2 separate regions of the Rattus norvegicus genome follow, and region 2 is linked to region 1. The links are chromatin contacts, called in public Hi-C maps. All regions are on one chromosome and are shown on one strand. Each heading gives the region's core, a stretch centred on a gene start, on an enhancer-like site or on the middle of the called end of the contact. The rest is flanking DNA. Distances are from core to core; before and after follow the strand shown.

Evidence for each region. A called contact is a pair of places that touch in the nucleus more often than the background predicts.
Region 2: a Hi-C map of prefrontal cortex shows a contact between it and region 1, with 2.5 times the contacts expected there. The contact joins the promoter of Polr3h here to the enhancer-like site in region 1. A contact is called at or near these places in 5 of 12 Hi-C or Micro-C datasets (Schwann cells, kidney, liver and 2 more) and 1 of 1 datasets of contacts at active chromatin or transcription factors (oligodendrocytes).

Annotation. Positions count from the first base shown.
Region 1 is chr7:115,229,038-115,235,038 of GRCr8, forward strand. No RefSeq gene overlaps it. Among named protein-coding and RNA genes, the nearest start is that of Tob2, 20 kb to the right of the region's middle. Within about 2 kb of position 1,489, at least 80 of the 93 cell types and tissues checked have an H3K27ac peak or open chromatin away from gene starts, as enhancers often do. A contact at or near this core is called in Schwann cells, kidney, liver and 1 more, where this site is marked.
Region 2 is chr7:115,315,940-115,322,211 of GRCr8, forward strand. It overlaps Polr3h (RNA polymerase III subunit H), which reads right to left and starts at 3,942. Exons shown (of 7, transcript NM_001127295.2): 1 at 3,916-3,942; 2 at 3,525-3,649; 3 at 618-714. The coding sequence starts at 3,635.

The DNA.
Region 1 (6,001 bases), core at 239-2,738:
CTGGGGCTGGAGAGGTGGCTCAGCATTAAGAGCACTGACCGCTCTTCCAGAGGTCCTGAGTTCAATTCCCAGCAACCACATGGTGGCTCACAACCATCTGTATGGGATCCCGTGCCCTCTTCTGGTGTGTCTGAAGATGGCTACAGTGTACTCATGAATAAAATAAATAAGCTGTTCTTTCTTAAGAGACCCATCTGCTTACCTGGGCAGGCCTGACTTTTGTGTCTACAAACACTGAGTACTGGCCTGGCTTCCCTGTGGCCTCTCAGAAGCCTGGAGGATGTCTGTCAAGCATACATACTAATTTGAGATGTAGGGGACAGGACAGGGAGTATGAGGTGGGGTAAGCTGAGTGGAGGGTGGGGAGCTGGCCAAGGCCTGAGAGTTTAAAAATACATCTTGTCACTACAGCCTGGTCTCCTAGGGCCTGGTGACATCACAGGGGCACAGGATGTCCCTGGCAGAGGCTGGAAATAGCAGAGAGGGGACATGGCGGGGGTTGGGGGGAGGAGCTGAGGGGCTCCAGATCTACCCCTTTCTGTGCCTGGAAGCTGTGTTTGCAGAGATCACCTGTCTAGGGACAGAAAGGGATCGTCAGTCAGATTCCTCAGGAGATTCGATACCACATCTGAAAAAAAAAAAATCACCAGGGTGATTGTGTCTGAGATTTGGGAGTCCCTGGACACAAGCTATCAGTTCTGGCTTAGTATTGGTTTTTGTTTTTAAATTTACTTATTGTATTTATATGAGCACACTGTAGCTGTCTTCAGACACCAGAAGAGAGCGTCGGATCCCATTACAGATGGTTGTGAGCCCCCATGAGGTTGCTGGGAATTGAACTCAGGACCTCTAGGAAAAGCTGTCAGAGCTTTTAAGCGCTGAGCCATCTCTCCAGCCCTCTGGCTTAGCATTTGTGATCCTAGAAGTCTGCGGGCATGGCTGGGAGGAGCATTTGGTAGGGAGCCTCCTTCCCCTCAGAGGAGGGCTGCAGCTCCCAGAACCGATGCTCAGACTTTGGTGGGACTGCTGGGCTATCAGAGCCAGCTCCTGCCCCAGACCCTGCTCCTCACTCCCAGCAGCAGGAGGGACTAGGTTGGGAGTAGCACTGTCATTTTATAGCGGACACTGAGACCCAAGGTGGACAGAGTGGCCTGCTCCAAGTCAGACTCCCAAGCACATCATGACCAGCCAGGATGGGATTTGGCGTCCCTAGCTCAGGAGCTGATGAGGAAAAAACTTACTCTACAGCTAGATTGGAGCTTAGCGGTGGGAAGGAGGCTGGAGTCCATCTCTCCCTCTTCTCCACCTGCCCCTGCTGTGCTCTGAACAAAGTCCAGCAGTCATCAGGCCAAGATTCTCCTTGGGGTGGCCTCAGCCTTCCCCAGGTGCTCCCAGATCCCTGAAGTGGTTGCCAATTCAGGCCTCTGGGCAGTCGGACTGCTTCTGCTGTGTGGATCGAAGCCGCCTGTCTCTGCCCAGGAACCTTCTAGCAGGCTGCTGCCCTGAGCCACATTGCACCATCAGACCACAGTCATGATAATGACGGTGACTATTGCTGCGTTTTTCTCTTCGTGGGCCAACATTTTCTTAATAGCTGTATCCTCGTTTTTATTAATCTCTGATCCCGGGGTCAGTGTCTAACCTATACCCGGATAAAGGAATTATATTGGGTCTTGAGTCCAATTCTGGAACGGGCTTTGCTCGAGTCTCATGTCCTCTCCAAACCTGGTAAAATGGGAGCAAGGTCCAGGTTTTGGGGTCCTGGCTTCCCTTCTCCCTCCCTGAATTCCCTACTCATGCTCCTCCCTCTTCAGGCTCCCTGGACACGGAGGCCAGCACAGCGGGCGCAGAGGGGGCTGTGTAGTCACGCGCAGGGAACAGCAGGCTATTCATAGGAGGACGTCCCCGCCTGCCCGGCCCTCGACTCGCCTTACATAACCCTCCTTCCTCCTCCTGTGCGCTCCGCGGGGCGGGGGAGTAGTCTCGTGGAGCTCAGCCTCCTGTTTTTCCTTACTTCCCCCAGGGAAGCTGAGGGCTCGCTGAAGCTGGGGACCCCCCATGCGGGTAAGCGTGGCTGCCTAGGTCCGCAGAGGTGGATGAAACACCCGAGCCCAACGTGGGGCCCCGGCTTCTCTAACTGGAGGTCCCCTGCTCAGGAGCTGTCTTTTACAACCACTCCACCCTGTCAGGGAAGCTCACAGCGTCTTGCCTCTTCTGATGACTTGGGGCACCTGTGCCTCTTAGTCTCAGTATCCCTAACTACAAAGTGGTCTTTCCTTCTAGTTTAGTAAGAAAAATAAAAGAGCCTTGTTACTCCGTGAAATAGCCAGGTAACTGGGAAGCTTAGTGGCCCCTGATGCCCTCTCAAGAAACCTGGCATAGAGCAGGGCAAGGCCCAACCCGGAATCCCTGGGGCAGTCAACTCCTTGTGGACCTTGGTCTCTGCTCCAGCAGCCTGTGCCCTGCTTGCCTCTTAGCTCGGTAAGGTCACAGGTAGAGCTGGAGCCCGAATCTGGTGCCAAGAGGACCCCGGGAATATCTAACAGTCACTGCAGCCTCTCAAGCACATTCCCACCTCAGGGGGACGACTATCTGTGGTGAAGTTTTTGCCTGAAGGAATTCGGGGGTTTGCTGTGTTTTGTTCTGTGTAGCCCTGGCAGACCTATCTGAAGTGGCAAAGATTCACCTGCCTCAGCCTCCCACGTTCTAGGATTAAAGGCTGGGCTGGGACTCACTGTGCAGCCCAGTCTGGCCTCAGAATTGAAGCAGCCCCACTTGCCTTAAGCACCTAATAAGAGTACATTTTCTAGGGGTTGGGGATTTAGCTCAGTGGTAGAGCGCTTGCCTAGCAACCGCAAGGTCCTGGGTTCGGTCCCCAACTCCAGAAAAAAAAAAAAAAAAAAAGAAAGAAAGAAAAAAAAAGAGTACATTTTCTAGAATGGGGAGCCTGGGGAGCCGTCTGGGCCTTCCCTGATGCTGGCAGCGTCGTCTCGTTTGCATAGTGGAGACTGTCACTTCTTCCCTTTCCCAAACCATTGTCCCTGCTCCACTTAGTGGCCTGGAATGTGAACACTCATCTTACCTTCAAACCACACAGGGGAGGGGACATCGGTGTCCTTTCATAGTTGAGGAAACTAAGGGATGAATGTGGCATTTTGGCTTGCGTCTTTCCTATCATATCTGGGTTAGAACCAGCCCCTGCCCTGGAGAAGAAAATATAAATGTCTGTCAGGGGAGCTGGAGAGGTGGCTCTGCAGTTACAAGTGCTTGGTTCTCTCATAGACAACCCAAGTTCCATTCCCAGGACCATTCAGACAGCTCACAACTGCATATAACTGCAGTTCCAGGGGACCTGACAGGGGACCTGACAGAGCCTTGTCCTAGCATGGATGAGGTCCTACCTACATTGAATCTCGAGTGCTGGGGAGGGAAAGACAGAAGGAGAATCAACCTGGGCAATACAGTAAGGTCTTGACTTAAACATAAATAAATAAATGAATAAATGAATGAATAAATAAATTAATTAATTAAAAGGCTGGAGAGATGGCTCAGCAGTTAAGCACACTGACTGCTCTTCCAGAGGTCCTGAGTTCAATTCCCACAACTACATGGTGACTCACAACCATCTGTAATGGGATCCGATGCCCTCCTCTGGTGTGTCTGAAGACAGCTACAGTGTGTTCACATACATAAAAGAAGTAAATCTTTAAATAAATAAAGCCAGGCAGTGGTGGCACATGCCTTTAACCCCAGCACTCAGGAGGCAGAGACAGGTGGATCTCTGAGTTCAGGGTCAGCCTGATCGAGGGGGGGGTTAGTCACTCTCTTGTCAAGTGGTACACTTTGTAAGTGACACTGCCACAGGCCCACATGTGACCGTATCACACTCTATTGCCCTCAGTAAGTGTTTGCTGAATAGTGAAGGGATGACTGTAGCCTTCCACCCCCAATAGCCCAACCCTCCTAAGTGCTTGACTCACGTGCCTGGGACTCTGCCAACAACATCCTAAACGAGGCCAGGCATCTGGGGTCAGCTACTGGGTCCCAAGGAGCCCCTTAGCCCGTGTCTGATCCAGTCCCAGCCTTTGAGAACCCTCTAGGGCCCACTCAGCTGGCCTTTACCCTTTGGCCAACAGGGGAAGCTGGTAGAGAGCCTCTGTGGCCTGTGGTGCATCCCCGTGTATGAAATGAAGGTGGCAGGTCAGTGATGATGTTTTCAGTGATGTCCATAAAGCCTGGCACGCGCAGCCTTTGCCATAAGCAAATGTCATTATTGCTGCCTATTAATGTGGTCACCACAGTGCTTTCTGTGAGGGTCCCCACCTCAGGGCCTTCCACACTCACACCCGAAGGAGCAGGGGCCATCTCTCAGCCCAAGAGCTGAAATGCGGCCGGTCGCGGGCGCACACCTTAAAACCTGGCACTCGGGAGGCAGAGGCCTGCAGATCTCTGTAACTTTGAGGCCAGTCAAGGCTGCACAGTGAGACCCCGTCTCGGAGTTTCACAACAAAACAAAAAAGGAGGAGAGGGTCAGAGAGGTTGTAACTTAAGCCACGCGGCTAGTAAGGAGCTGAGGTAAGGAATCCAGGTCAGCATTTTGGAGCTCTGTTCTCCAAAGAATTTTGCTCAAACGATAGCAGTCAGCGATACAGGGAAACAGGTAGGAGGTAGGGAGGGATTGCCAAGGTCCTCACAGGATTGTCAGGCTCCTTCCTCCAAAGAGCTGGCCCTCTCCTTGGCCAAGGTGGCAGGACAGGTTGTGAGAATAAGCCCTTTGCTCAGACTGGCTGCCCCCCACCCAGTCGGCCAGCTGCCCGCACCCTCTGCCAGCCACTGTTCCCTGTCAGTCAGCCAAACTGTGAAGCAGTCTAGGACATTGTGTCCAGAGAGAGGTCCCAGCATGCTCCCTACCTCTGAGACCCATGGTGCTAAATGGCCCGCCCCTCTGGGCCTTAGGCCAACCTGGCCTCGTCCCCAGCCGCAACATGAACAGAAGGCCAGAGCTGCCCTCTGAAAGGCTGAGGTTCAGCTAGCTCTCTGCCTACCTTGCTTCTAGCCTTTCCTAAGAAGGGTGCAACACTCATGTCCTCTGCCTGGAGGCCAACCTCTGGCAAGTCCCATGGGGACAGGCTCCCAGGGTGCCTCTCGGGACAAGTCAGCTGGACGCTGGGACGGCTGTTTTCTTATCCTACACATTCATTTTTCTTTGCCTGTATCAATATGCCGGTCAGCTGATCCAGGGTGAGAGGCCCTCTTACACAGAAGCCCAACTGTGTGTGTGGGGCCCTGTGCCACGTGAGCTGGGCATGGCCTTGTCTCAGTACTGAAAGATGAGGAAATTGACATGCAGAGGTCAGCTTCACACAAAGCCACAGGACCTTAAACTGATCCCACAGTGCCAAGGACTATGGGGACGGAGGGGCGTGGCCCTCAGGACAGTTGTCACACATACTTAACCTTGTAACTTCATTATTGATTCGTTTTTGGATATCATCGCATGAAATCCAGGCTGGCCTCAAACTCAGTGTGTATCGTGTTGGGTAGGGGGGCTTGAACTGCTGACCCTCTTACTACCACCTCCTAAATGCTGGGATGGCAGGGGTGAACCACCATGCCTGGCTTGAACTGAACAAATTTTGACATACGGCCATGAATCCATCGCCACCCACAACCTAAATAATAGATCTGTGGGTTACCCCTCAAGGTTTCTGCACCCCTCATTCTGTTAGTCTCCCTGCTCCAACCCAGGCACCTCTACTCTGTTGTTTTTAGATTGGTGGACATTTTCTGCAATTATTCTCTAAATGGAATTAATTAGTATGTGTGTGTTCTTCCTTTAGTCTGGCTGACATTCTGTATATGTATATATATGTATATACAGAATGTTTACATTCATATTTATATTCATCCATGTCGTCCCATGTCATGAGTGGTCTGATACTTTTTATCACTGAATAATAGTTCTTAGCATGGTTGTACAACACTACATTTCCAACCACTC
Region 2 (6,272 bases), core at 2,692-5,191, 89 kb after region 1:
GCCCTGGATCTCCTGGTCCTCCTGTTTCCATCTCCCAGGTGTGGGAATTGCAGGTATGTGTTACCATTCCTGCTCAGAGGCCACACAAGTGCATTTGTGCAGGCCTCACACACATTTATATCATAATATGGAGATCAGAGGAAAACTCTGTACAGTCAGTTCTCTAGATTGTCCAATAGCACATTATTTATCCCGAGCCACTTGCTGGCCCAAAGGACTTGTTTAATTCCTTTAAGTCCCTAGACCCAATTGGCCTGTTCTTCCCCTGCCTTCTGCTTTCCAGCCAGTAACAGTCACAACTCAGGGCCCTTGCCTAGTGGTTTCCATCTCACCATGAAACAGTGAGCAGCGTGGGGGCGGGACAAATAGCAGGGGCACTAGACTGAACCCGAGGGACACACAGGCTGAACCATGATCTAAATCACAAAACTGTAGTGGCTTTGAGAGTATTTCATCCACACTAATGTCTTCCAGGTAAGAAACTAAGGCCCATAGAGGACATGTGTACCCAGTCACTGAAGTCAATTCCTAGAAGAATTAGGACTGGGGCCCAGGTCTCCCACCACCTCAAGAGGAGTCCCAAGAAATATGGTACCCTAGGGAGAGAAGGCACTCACCTTTGGTATGTGATGCTCCATCCCCTGGGAATACGTAGGCATCCTCCAGCTTGGTGATATCAAACAGACAGATGCAGAGTCCCACATTGTATACGACCTATGCACACATATGCACACACAGTGACCCCAGGGCCCGGTCGCTCCAAACCTCACGCTCACAGGCAAGCTCTGCCTCACTGTGGGACCAGCAAGGATACTACTCTGCCTCTCAGCCTCAGCCTTCCACATTCAAACCTGAGACTGCAGCTGGAGGGTTGAGTGGGTAGGATGGACATGAAGTCCGCTGGTGGCTGGGTCAGACCACAATGACAAAGTTTACTGCCCCTGCTTAAGCTTACACTTCCAGTGTCCCCAAGTCTGTGCCCAGATCACAGCCAAGAAGTGTGAGAACTCCACCACTCTCACACCATCGCAGACAGACAGACAGACGGGGCTCCCGCAGGGATTTGTGACCAAAGCCCTTCCACAGACCAGAAGCCCACACGGCCCAAGTCACACACTCTGCTGTTCTAAAGGACTTAGCTCAGTGTCTGCACATCTACCACCAATATTACCCCTAGTCACAGCCCTCACAAGAGCTGCTCAGGGACTAGAGATGCATAGCGCACCTCAGCGTTGGGCAGAGCTCCCTGCAGTGATTTCTGGGGGGGCTTCTCTCACAGGATCGAGTGAACTGGCCTCAACGAGGCATGGTGATCCTTGCCTGTAATCCCTGCAGTTGAGAGGGAGGCAGAGGTATCAGAAGTCCCAATTCTTCCTTGGTTACACAGTAAATTTAAAGCGAGTTCAAGTCCCACGAGATGCTGTCTCAAAAATAAGAGGGAAGATGCTATTGGCAAACCGGCTCAGCAGTCAAGGTGCCTGCCGTCCATCTTAACCGACGCCGGGTCCTGGACCCTTCTCCTCACGAGGTGTGCGATGACCTACTCATGTGTGCTGTGGTTTATACACCACATTCAAAATAAATTCATGTAATTAAAAAAAATAACAAAGAGAGAAGCCCTGGATGCCGTGACTGAATGGGCATGACCTCCACAGGCCCATACACTTGAATGCTGACATCATCAGGAAGGGCTACAACTTGAGAAAGACCAGAAGGATTAGGAGGCGTGGCCTTGTCAGTGGGAGTGGTTTGACTCCCTTGGTAGATGAGGATGTAGCTCTTAGCTACCACTCCAGCACCATGTGTGCCAACATGCCTCTGCCACGATGCTCAAAGACTAAACCTCCGAAACCATACGCAAGCCTCCAGTAAAACACTTTCTCTTGTTGTCCTGGTCATGGTGTTTCCTTACAGCACTAGAACAGCGAGGGCAGCTGGCACACACCTTTAATCCTAGCACTAGGCGGCAGAGGCAGGCAGCTCTGGGTTGAAAGGCCAACCAAAACTACATAGTGAGATCCTGTCCCAAAAAAGGAAAGTCAGCATCGTTTTTCCTCCATCTGACGAGCCTCAGGTCTGTGATATACCCCTTCTTCCGGCCTCGGCCTCCTGTAAAGGATCTACCTGTCTCCTATGTAAAGCCAAACCTGTTCTTTCTTCCTGGCTCTCAGATCACCTCCTACTGACTTGAAAAGAACAACTTGGACTGTAAGGCCCTCCAGGGCTCTGTGGTCCGGCTTCTGTCTACAGTTCCTAGACCAGCCTCTGTGTTCCAGCTACACTGGCATTCTCTGTGCTTTCTTAGATGCCACAGCCCTCCTGCCTCAGGACCCTTGCACATGCTAATTGCGCTGTCTCCACAACTCTTTATACCTAACCTGCTCCAACCATCAAATCAGAGTCTGTCTCTTGGCTTCTCCTCGCCGTCAGCTCTCAGGTTAGTGCTGTTTTCTCAGAAGTCACCAATCTCTTTCATCCCAGGTGGCACACCTCTGTTCTCCAGCTGTGTGAATGCCTGTCCTTCATGGCATCCACCCTGGCTCATTAACAAGGGGACCCTCTCAAGCCAGCTCTTCTTCCTCACTATGCTACACGGGCAGAGTCTCTGTCTCCCCTGCCACGCTCTGGCTAAGTACTGGGGATAATGAAAGGATTACATCAGAGAAGGTCTGTATTCACAGAAAGGGACATAATACAGTAACCAAAAGAATACAAGGAAGGGGCCAATGAGCTGGGTCAGCTGGTAAAAAGCCACCTCTAAACCTGACAGCTGAGCTCAATTCCAGAGAGCACGCACTATCCTCTGACCTCTGTACTCACCCACTTGGACAAACTGAGGCCCAGAGTAGGTGACCTGGCCAAGACTGCACAGTAATTGAAGGAGGAAACAGGCATTTTCCGGTTTCCGTTTTACAAACCCATTTCGTACTCTGTTTTGTTTTCCGACAATACGGAGAATCAAACCTCAAATGTCAAGCAAATTTAAGCACTATTCAACACCCCGGTGTTTTTGGTTTTTTTTAGGTTTTTTTGGTTTTTTGTTTGTCTGTTTGTTTGTTTTTGGTTTTTTGGTTTTTTTTTTTTTTTTTTTTTTGAGACGTTTGTTTCTCCGTGTAGCCATGGCTGAGCTCCCTCTGTAGACCAGGCTGGCCTCGAACTCACAGAGATCCACCTGCCTCTGCCTCTTAAGTAATGGGATTAAAGCCATGCGCTACCACCAGCAGTTTCGATGCTTAATTTGTTTGAAACAGGTTTATTATGTTGCCCACGCTGGCCTCGAACTCAGGATCGTCACAAGCCTTATTAACCCAAGAAGCTGGGATGACAGGTATACACTACTTCGTCCAGCCCATTTACTCCCTTGGGTACACGCTGACATCCAAGTCTGGTTTATAAGGAAGGGAAGGAAAGAAACCCTGACATGAAGTTACGTTAAGTGTGTAAGGCCAAGGCTGAAACAAGGGACGGCCAGACAAGCAGCGGGACCGTTCCGGACACTGCCCGGCAACCCGAGGGCCTAGTACCTTGTTGGCCAATTTCTTGTTCAGCTCCTCAGCAATGGAGTCGTTGAGTTTCCGCTCAAACTGCCACGGGGGTATGCGCACGGTGTCCACCATCTCCACCAGCACGAACATCCTGCGCTAGGGCTCTGGAACCCAAAGAAGCTGTTAAGCACGCGGGGCTGAGAACGGTGAGGGGCTGGGGGTCCCCGAGCTGCCCCCATTCCCTCTCGGATTCTAACAAGCCAAGCCTGCAGCCGAGCCGCGCGGGAGGGCAGGGCCTGGGGTCCCGCTTGCGGATGCCACGCTCCTCTCCCGGAGGAACCTGAGGCCCCATTCCTCCAGGCTTGGAGAAGAGCCGACCCCGTCCCATCCCCGCCCCGACCACTCCGCACCACGCGCGGAAGCCACGCACCATTCACGCGCGTCCAGCGGCTCGGAGGCCCCAACGCAGCGCTAGCCAAACCAAATGAACTCAGCTTCCGGAGAACTGACCAATAAGAAGCATCTGCCCGCCCCTACGGGTCGCAGAGCTAGGCAAGGCTCCTGTGAGGGGAGGAGCCTGAAGGTGGGCGGAGCCGCCTGCACTCTCCCGCTACTGAGAGGAGAGGGGCGGGGTACAGCGCTGAGAGGGCGGGGCCTCGTTCTGAAGCCAGCCAACCCCGGCCACTGAGCGAGTCTGGTTGCTAGGCGATAATTCTGCTCTTCCAGCCTGTCTTTTCTTTTGCACAGCAGCTAGAGAGATCCTTTGAAAATACAAATATAACACGTTCAAAATAGTCTTTACTCGGGCTGGAGAGATGGCTCAGAGGTTAAGAGCACCCGACTGCTCTTCCAGAGGTCATGAGTTCAATTCCCAGCAACCACATGGTGGCTCACAACCATCTGTAAAGAGATCCGATGCCCTCTTCTGGTGTATCTGAAGACAGCTACAGTGTACTTATATATAATAAATAAATAAATCTTTAAAAAAAAAATAGTCTTTACTCCAGACAAGTACCCAAGACAGTGGGCAAAAAAGGGTCACCAGGCCTTTCTGGGTGACAGTAATTTTAAGTGGTGCAATTGATGTATGTACTCACTAAAACTCAGCACACTCCGTCCTTAAACAGCTGAATGCAAACAGTCTCACACTTGTAATGCCAGCACTGAGGAGGTAGAGGCTAGATAATCACTGCAAGTTCAAGACCAGTTTGAGTTACAAAATAAGACTTTGTTTTAGCGGCTCCCTTCCCCGCCGCCCCCCCCCCCCAACACAAAATTTTGGTCAGCCAAACATAGTGGCAAACACACCTGAATTCCAGCACTTAGAAAGTAAAGACAAAAAAAAAAAAAAAAAAAAAAAAAAAACGGGGCTGGAGAGATGGCTCAGTGGTTAAGAGCACTGATCGATTGCTCTTGCCAAGGTCTTGAGTTCAGTTCCCAGCAACCACATGGTGGCTCACAACCATCTGTAATGGGATCCGATACCCTCTTCTAGTGTGTCTAAGGGCAGTGACAGTGTACTCACAGTCGTTCAATAAATAAAATAAGATCTTTTTTAAAAAGACAGAAAAACTAGACATTCAGATCAGCTACTTAGTGAGTTCAAGATCACCCTGGGGTACAAGAGACTTTTTTTTTTTTTGTAACTCTTTCTTTTTATATATTTTTTTAATTTATTTTTATTGGATATTTTTATTTACATTTCAAATGTTATTCCCTTTCCCGGTTTCCAAGACATAAGCCCCCTATCCCCCTCCCCTTCTTCTATAAGGGTGTTCCCCTCCCCATCCAAACCCCCTTCTCTACCCCCAGCACATTCCCCTACACTGAGGGTCCAACCTTGGCAGGACCAAGGCTTCTACCATTGATGCCCAACAAGGCAGGCCTTCCTCTGCTACATATCCAGTTGGAGCCATGAGTCAGTCCATGTATAGTCTCTGGGTATTGAGACACTTGCTTTTAAAAAAAAAAAAAAAAAAAGGCCTAACAATACTTGTGCACACTTTAATCCCGGCACTTGGAAGGCAGGGGCAGACAGATCTCAGAGTTTGAGGGCAGCTGGGTCTACAGAGCAAGTTCCTGGACAACCAGAGCTGAACAGAAAAAAAAAATCTTGTCTCAAAAAAAAAGAAAGAAAGAAAGAAAAGTAAAAAGGGCTGGAGAGATGGCTCAGTGGTTAAGAACACTGACTGCTCTTCCAGAGGTCCTGAGTTCAATTCCCAGCAACCACATGGTGGCTCACAACCATCTATAGTGGGATCGGATGCCCTCTTCTGGTGTGTCTGAAGACAGCTACAGTGTACTCATACACATAAAATAAATAATTCTTTTTAAAATATGAGCTCTTGGGGTTGGGGATTTAGCTCAGTGGTAGAGCGCTTGCCTAGGAAGCGCAAGGCCCTGGGTTCGGTCCCCAGCTCTGAAAAAAAAGAACCAAAAAAAAAAAAAAAAAATATGAGCTCTTGCTCTTACTCCTCTCCTCTTTCTCCCACTCCCTGCTTTTCCCTCCTCACTTCTCATCCCCCATAACGTGCTCATGGCTGGCCTCTACTCCTCTACTCTCTGCCTTTCTCTGTCTCCACTACCCCCACAACTCCCCTCCTCATGCTCTAAATAAACTCTATCCTATATTTTTAAAAAAATGAAAGAAATGAAGAAAAGAAAAAGAAAACTTTTCTTCCTGGGCATGGTGGGGCACAGTTTTAATCCCAGCGCTTGGAAGGGGCAGAGGCAGTAGGAATTCTGAGAGTTCAAGGCCAACCTGGGCTACCAAAAGAGTCCAGCAGA